Regions from separate parts of the Hordeum vulgare genome. Here region 2 is linked to region 1. Evidence: chromatin contacts called from public Hi-C data. All regions are on one chromosome and are shown on one strand. The core of a region is the stretch at or near the end of the contact, and the rest is flanking DNA. Distances in the headings are between cores, read along the strand shown. Region 1 has its middle 73 kb from the start of LOC123439782. Region 2 has its middle 120 kb from the start of LOC123443496.

Region 1 (4,137 bases), core at 1,331-3,830:
CATGACGTGGTATGCAGGCATGTCCACAGCCGAGATGACGTGGTCGGACTAGAGTCTCATTTTATGTGTTGTCATGTGTGTCGGCCGCTGGCATTTGTGCCCAACATGAAAAATGTGTACTTCATTTTGTGCGTGACATATGTATACCGGTCACTGGCATATCACCGGCATGAACTTTTGACGCTGACATGGTAGCTCGCATGATGTGTGGTCGTAGACTATTTTACATAAAAGAGAGTTAGCGCTTCGTTGAGCGCATAACCGATCCATTGACAAAAAGGAATGAACACGCCAATCCAAATAGACAAAAACGAACAAAGCGTGCTTTCGTTTGGTTCGTCGGATTAAGAGAAACTCCAATGGGGTGACCCATTTCGTCCGTAGTCGTCCGTTTGGGTCCGCGCGGACATAAAAGACGGCCCAACGCACCGACCAAAACGGACGTGTGTCCGCTTTTCATCGCCGTGCCGACCCATTTCCGGCCTAATTTTGAGCCTAATTTGGGTCGACGCAGACACAAAGCGGACGCGAACGACGCGCACTTCCACCATTCCCTGGCTCGCCAGTCGGTGGCACATTGGTCGTTCTCCACCTCCATCTAGCCCTCGCCTCGCCTCGCCCTCAGCCCCCTCGTCACCGCCTAGTTACGGCTACCTCCTCCCGTACCGCAGCGCCTAGCCCACGCCACCGGCCGCATCACCCTCGGGGGACCGCAGCTTCCTCGACCCCAACCTGCCGTCGTCAGTAAGCTCCGTCGGCCACGCTCGGAAGCTGTTCGACGGTTTTCCTTAAGGTAAAAAATGGATTGCGCCGACGAGTTCTTTTTCCATAATGTTCTGTGTGACTCTGACGATCCCTCATCCAACGATGAGGAGATGTTGCTTCCGTGTTGGTCCATGATCACATTAATAGGCAGCGGTCGCTGTTCCGGGGCTCGATTTCGAGGCATGTTCCGATGTTGAATCGCAACCGAGAGAGAGACCATTTCCTTCTATGGAAGGACTACTTTGACACAAGCAATCTGCTCTGCAAACATCAGAAATTCAGGCGTCGTTTCCGTATGGCTAGGCATGTTTTCAACCGGATTCGAGAGGGGGTGGTTGGATACGATAACTACTTCGAGTGCAAAGAGGATGCCATTAAAAGGATTGGCTTCTCGTCTTATTAGAAATGCACTGCTCACATCGAGATGCTTTCTTATGGAGTACACGGTGATCTTATCGATGAGTACGTCCGTATGAGTGAGTCTACATGCCTAGAGTCATTATACAAATTCTACAAGGCTATGATTGCAGTGTTTGGCCCCAAGTATTTGAGAGAGCCGACTGATGCAGACATAGCCCGCTTGTTGACGACTAATGCCAGCGGGGGCTTCCCATGAATGCTTGGCAGCATAGACTGCATGCACTGGATACGTAATAATTGCTCTTCTGCTTGGCAAGGCCAGCACAAGGACCATGCCAAGGCTTGCACCGTCATACTTGAGGCCGTGGCCTCTCAAGATCTCTGGATCTGGCATTCTTTCTTTGGCATGGCCGGATTGCTCAATGATATCAACGTGCTTCAACGATCGCCGGTGTTTATAAGGCTTGCCGAAGGCAACAGTCCGCCAGTCAATGTTAACATCAATGGTCACAACTACAACAAAGGATACTATCTAGCTGACAGAGTCTATCCACAGTGGACCGCTATTGTGAAAACAATCTCCAACCTTGTCGGAGAGAAGAGGAAAAGATTTGCCCAAGAGCAAGAGAGTGCTAGGAAGGATGTCGAGCGTGCCTTTGGTGTTCCGCAATCTCGATGGGCATAGTTCGGTATCATGCTAGAACTTGGAGCACCAAAAAGTTATGGGAAGTGATGACTGCTTGTGTGATCATGCACAATATAATAGTAGAGGATGAGCGCCCGGAATGTCTACACGGTCAAGGGTTTGAATTTCAGGGTGACAATGTGGTGCCTCAGCATGGCGGAGAAGCGGTATCGTTTGCACGGTTCACCGAGTTTCTTCATGAAATGCGTGATTTGAAAACCCATATTTAGTTACAAGATGATTTGGTTGAGCATATATGAAATCATGTTGGCAATTAATAGGTGTATTTTGTAGACAATTTAATTTTTATTGGGCTTGTAAAACTTTGCTATATTTTATTTTTAATTGTGAAACTACGATATATCATTTGTTGTTGCAAAATATGAAAAATATCTGTATTTGTTCAAAAACCGGCGGCTAGCCGACCAGACGGACAAATATGGATCGACACGTTAGACGCGCTGTCATCCCAAATCATAACCGGAACGGATACGCGAGGCAATCAAACGAAAAGCGAACGAAATCACCTTTCGTTTGGATCGGTTGGAGTTGCTCTAAAGTTGTGGTGAGCGCCTTGAGGCAAAGCACAGACATGGGTTCATGGCCGCAGCGAACTCGTGTCAACCAGAGACCAGTTCACACACAGACGCAGCTGCGTGTGCGTGATCACTTCCAGCGTGATGGAGAGGAGAGGCCCACGGGAGGAGGATGGATGCAAGGCATGGGAGCACAGTACTACAGTACACTAGACAGGCATGTGGGCCCCGGCGCATGTGCTGAAAGGGCCTTTTGCCATGTTCACCGCTGCGAATGCAGTGTCCTTTCCCAAACTGTAGAGTAATTAACTAGTACCAGTAGTACATGATTACATTACCACTTCTAGTTTAAGAAGGTTTTTGTACTCCCTTATTTTGAATCGTAGTATATGTTTTTTTGTACCCTGCTGCAGGCGCACGACGTGGGGCGTCAGGCTTTAGCCCTTGACCGCCGTCCAAGCCTAATCCAAAGCCCAGGCAATCCTTTCCCAACCTAGACAGGTGGGCGGCAACAACATTCCGCCTAGATGCGGTTTCTTTACCGTTTCTACCGACCGACATCCTCACCCACGTACGCCGCGTGGGCTAGCGTATTTCCCTGCTTCATCCCCGGCGAGCAAAATTTGCAGATCGTGTTGTTTCCCATTTTGCGCGCGGAGGCGCCCCTAGAACCGCAGGAATCACGGGCCCTGAATACCGTGGTGTACTGTTTCCCGCCGTGGCTTGGTGTGTTCTTCCTCCCTTTCTCTGCCCTTGTGTCATGTGCTAGTGGTTTGCTTAATCATGGATGGCCGAGTGCCCGTTTATAAGGGCGAAAGAAAGCAAAAAAAAAAAAAAAAAAAACAATCAAGGCTCCGGTGCTCCCCCGCGCTTTTCGGTTGCCGTGTCCGTGTGGGGGCAGTTGGTACGATGATTGCCGGGTTCCGTGCCCCCAAGCCGCAAAGCCAAGCAGAATTTGCGCCTGGCATCCATCCGATCCAGAGCGCCGACGGGATGTGTCGTTCCTTGGGGATTCGCCGTTTCCATCTGGATTTGGTGTCAAAATTGGTGATTTCGGTAGGGTAAACTCACTCGCGTACCAGGGTCGGTCTGAAGATAATCCAAGTGTACCATGGTCAGGCATGCTACTACGCGAGAATAGAATATCTTCCCCACGTGAAAGCACGGCTAGTTTAAGCTCTCAGGCGTCGGAGGTCAAGGAGTACGTCAATCTAACTTGACTCGTTTGACTAATTGGTCACTCCTACCATCACCGCATTCAAGCGGACAGCGCTTCCTGTTAAATATACATAGTTAAGACAAGTTGCGCCAGCTGTTGTGTTGGGTCCATGCATCATCATATTAGACAGAGCTTAGCTTGTTCCTGAAAAAGTTGAACAACACATGCAAAGTTCGTTGGACCCTAGGACGGCACGGCACGGCACGGCAGCATTCCCATATGTGTCCTACTCCTATCTGCTAGCTGTTCGTGCGTGCATGTGCGACGGCACCTGTAGACTCACTAATGCTGGGCTGTGCGCAGCGCTGTAATGCTGTGTCCGTCGGTCGTGGCGATGCGTATGAGACGATACCAGTCCAAGATGCCGCTGATTTATCCCGAAATATACGATTGTTTTATCGTTAAAGGTCGGATTAGGCAGTCGTCTGATACTCTGATTGCAGGCCCTCGTGGATGCAATGCATTTCTGTCCTTTCCATATGTCATTGGCTCATTGCTACACCCTACATAGTGATATTGACATACTGTGACTGTCATACTGTATGGTTTCTGGTTAGGCGCCTGCGCATGCA
Region 2 (3,941 bases), core at 844-3,343, 490 kb before region 1:
CGTGACAGATGCTCGCCAACGACAACCTCATAGCCATGTAAAAATGGATCCGAAGTTCGCTAAGATGAAGCTCGCCATCGACTAATCCTTCGAGTCCCTCCCAAGAACGAGGAAGCAAGGGTGGCTTACCCGGAGAAGCAACGTCGGTTGCAGCAGACGACACATGAGATCGCCTCTTTCTTCGCATCCATTCCTTCCAACGACGATGAGAGCGAGATGTTCTGGCCTCTAGCTCTTGCAAGGGTGTGATGTTTTCTGCCAATGGGCATGAGAGGGGTTTATGAATATTTGTGCTAAAACTAATATTTATATATTACTTGGCAATTTCAAAGGTTATTTTTGGCTTCCCAATTTGGGTGAAAAGTGTGACATTTTTTATGAACAGTGTGTGGTCAAATAAAAAATTATCTTATATTATAATTATCACGCCAAGCGGGATTACTATTTGTGCATCCAGAATTCTTGAGTCAAGTTTATTCCATAAGTGTCCATTATATCTACCTATATACGGTATTACCCTTTGTTTCAAGTAAATTTACATGTGTCATCTCTAAACCTTCAAATAAACATATGTTTAGTGTGTGTGCACTACTCGTGAAGCTACGGGGCGGTAAGTATATTCCATGCTAAGTGAATTATTTTCATAATGAATGTTTATTCACTTGTCATTGCACGAGAGAGGTTGATAATTGGAATGCCCAATCCTACTCAAACATAATAATAATAAATAATAAAATAAAACTACCTCTGGAAAGTTGATTGTTTGGAGGACATCCGTGAATTCAGCTAGCCATGCCTTGTGTTTGTACGGTTGAGGGGGGGGTAAACTTTTCATTTCCGCATGGAAACCGTCAATAATGTGTTAAACATGAAACATGTTGAAAATTCATTATCGTGACGTTTACAGGAAAAGCACATCACTCAAGGACAAGCATATCATATCTAATGTGATATGTCTTCAACGAATCTATAATTTAATAAAGCTATTTATAAAAAAAACTTTCTGATATTTGTCAAGAGTGTGGCATTTTTTATTTTCTGATTTTTTTCATGGCATACCTCAAACAATAAATAAATATATTTATAGTGGACCTTGGGCCAAATGGGGTCCCAAAAAAATTAAGGAGCTGACATAGGGGCGCGCTTTTGACAGGCAGGCCATGGTGGTTGCAGGCCGGGGTTGCCCGGCCTCAAAGGGCCACCATCCTCGACACCTCCGGCACGCACAACGGCCCTTAGGTTAGCAATGCTGCACTTTTCAAGCGCAGGACTGAAACAACCCGTGAACAAACGGGCCCTGTATAAACGCCACCTCAGTCAACTCCTGCCCCCCAAAGCATGGGGTGACAGGCCCGAACTACCAGGCCCGGCGATGAAAAAGGCACGCCGCTAATTTTAAGTCCGGTTTGAGTGACTCAAATTTCCGATGTGGGATTAATAATTTGTACTTGTAATAGTACGGAGTAGTGCGCACAAAGTATCGTGCATAACCGCTGCTCCGGAATCCAGCATGATTGGATACACAGGTAATCGCGACCCGAGGCTCATGATTGCCCGTTCAGCCGCGACCGAATACTGGTAATGAGCGGGACTGATGGTGATTTTCCCGCTTAATTCCCCAACAGCGACGAGCACGAGCTGCCAGCCTCCGCTGGCCAGCATGAACGCACCCATACCCATGTGCCACCATATTTCCGTCGAGAGCGACTGGGGGTGGTGCAGTGCCGGTTCGCGAGCCAGAACGAAGCACGGTCCAAATCTCGCAGATATACATGGCTTCCAACCTGGGTGAATGCGACAGCGCCGTGCATGCCGATGCTTGTGCTGTGACCGGTTTCGGTTCAATCAATGGCCCAGGCTCCACGTCCACTAGCGCGGAGCTAGGCATCAGTTGGTTCCGTTGCGCCCGACGGGGACACCAACAAGGTAAAGTTGCCACCCAGCTCGATCGGATCTTTGTTTAGCCTGAGCTGATGGAAACAACGGCCAAGACAAGATCGCTCTTATCCCATCACGAGTTAGCCTAGTGACTTGGAGGCAGGAAATCCATCACGAGCACATGGGGTGCGCACATCGGGCACTCGCTAGCTCCGTGTGAATGTGATCTAGGCCTGGTCTGGTTCATGTTCTCGGCCGAGTCACGGGCGCCGTGTCGTGCCCATCGGCATCAAACAACATGCACGCCTCGATCAATCGTTTCACGCATGGCCGCTAGTACTAGCTGCTAGCTAAAGCCAGCTACGCAGCTGACTGATCCGACGCGGAGAACGGGCCCTACGTTGCGTACAGAAAAGGAAATTATCTTACAAATGGCCCCTCGAGGAAGACTCTTATTTTCTTACTTGACTCCTTTGTTCAGGCGTGACCGTACGACATGTAACGTAAACGTATAACGTGATTTATAGAAAAGCATAGATAGACTATGACTTGTTCATGCCTTGACGTATACTTCAAGATGATCATGTATTCATATATGTGTGCCCACGAGGCTCAAGCAATACAACAACTATTCCAGCAATCCATATTTTCCCGTTCAATATGGTATCTGCCGCAAGTTCCTAGACCTAGCCGGCGCACCACTACTTCGACACCACTGCGCCCATGACTAACTCGGCGCCTCCTTGCGCCTGCGGCTCCACGGCGACTTCCTCGACACCGGCTACCCCGACTTGACATCGACCATGGCGTTCTTCGCACGACTACCTCGACCACGGCTACACCACCCTACGCTCTCGGCTACCTCGACCAACGCACAAAGGGCTACCGCCTTGCTTGAGCAACCTCATCGGTTTCCACTCTGGCCACAACTTCCACGATGCATCGACCGTTACGACTGTGGGGGATGACCGTCGGCTTACCTTAGGATTCTTCTCCAGTCTCACCGTGTGCGTCGTTACCGTTGTGACTGCGGGGGGATGTTGAGTAACGTGATTGTTTAAGAAAGCATATATAGACTAGGACTTGTTCCTGCCTTGACTTGTACTCGAAGATGATCATGTACTCCTATATATATGCCCACAAGGCTTAAGGAATACAACAACTATTCCACCAATCCCTATTCTCCCGTTCAATAGTATGCACGCCTTTCTCTTAGACGGCTTTGACCGGTAGAAGTCCATGATCGTCGGTCACGCTATCAGCGTGGAGCCGCCCTGAAGTGTCGGATGAAATGACGCTATCAAAGTTCTTATGTCACGTCTTGTAGTTAGGCGTTGTCGACCCTTGAAACATCATTTTCCTAGGCGTTGTTGAATCGGAACACATTTGTTTCATAAGCGTTGATATCTACAAAATTGTATCGTCTCGCTTTCTATCTGCGCCTCTACTGTCTTGATTACCCGCTGTATATACCGGCGCATTTTATTTGCAAGAGTGTCTACCATATTTGACACACGTTAGACCATCTAATATTGAGTAGTGGTATCATTACTCTAGGAGTATCTAGATGAATTGGCACCTTTTGATTGTTTAAATATTGTTGCCCTTGCATCACCCATCCATAGCCCCCCTCCCCTCCCGCAAAAGCATCATTTTTGCTCTCCTCAGCCTCTTCCACTCTCAATCTGAATCCATCAAGGAAGGATGTCATCGTCATTGACCATCAAGGACGTCCTCAATCCCTGTGTCCGTCGGAGCTTGTTCGCATCCGCATCTACGAAGCAAGTATTTGCCTATGTTGTCTTCGTCAACTCAGTTTTTCAGGTCTACAACATGAATTTCTTCTGTAGGCATTAGTCCATGCTGTAAATCTTGTAAAAGTTCATTAAATGTGGAGATGGATAATCTTCGAATGGTCCGGTGCATTGTGCATAAATCATCTTTCTGTCAACTAGAACCTGAGCCATGGCTAGAAGACTCGATCACCATTTATAATTTGAGAGAGAAGCTTGTGGAACATGGTTTACTCTGTAATGATTTCATTTACTATTGAAGCAGGGATT

What was found. Hi-C and Micro-C count contacts between places; a contact is called where the count stands out from the background.
Region 2: a contact with region 1 is called in a Hi-C map of leaf, with 3 times the contacts expected there. The contact joins two enhancer-like sites. A contact is called at or near these places in 2 of 6 Hi-C or Micro-C datasets (leaf and seedling).

Annotation. Positions count from the first base shown.
Region 1 is chr3H:195,535,279-195,539,415 of MorexV3_pseudomolecules_assembly, reverse strand. No RefSeq gene overlaps it. Among protein-coding and RNA genes, the nearest start is that of LOC123439782, 73 kb to the right of the region's middle. Within about 2 kb of position 2,580, at least 3 of the 3 cell types and tissues checked have open chromatin away from gene starts, as enhancers often do. A contact at or near this core is called in leaf and seedling, where this site is marked.
Region 2 is chr3H:196,029,388-196,033,328 of MorexV3_pseudomolecules_assembly, reverse strand. No RefSeq gene overlaps it. Among protein-coding and RNA genes, the nearest start is that of LOC123443496, 120 kb to the right of the region's middle. Within about 2 kb of position 2,093, at least 3 of the 3 cell types and tissues checked have open chromatin away from gene starts, as enhancers often do. A contact at or near this core is called in leaf and seedling, where this site is marked.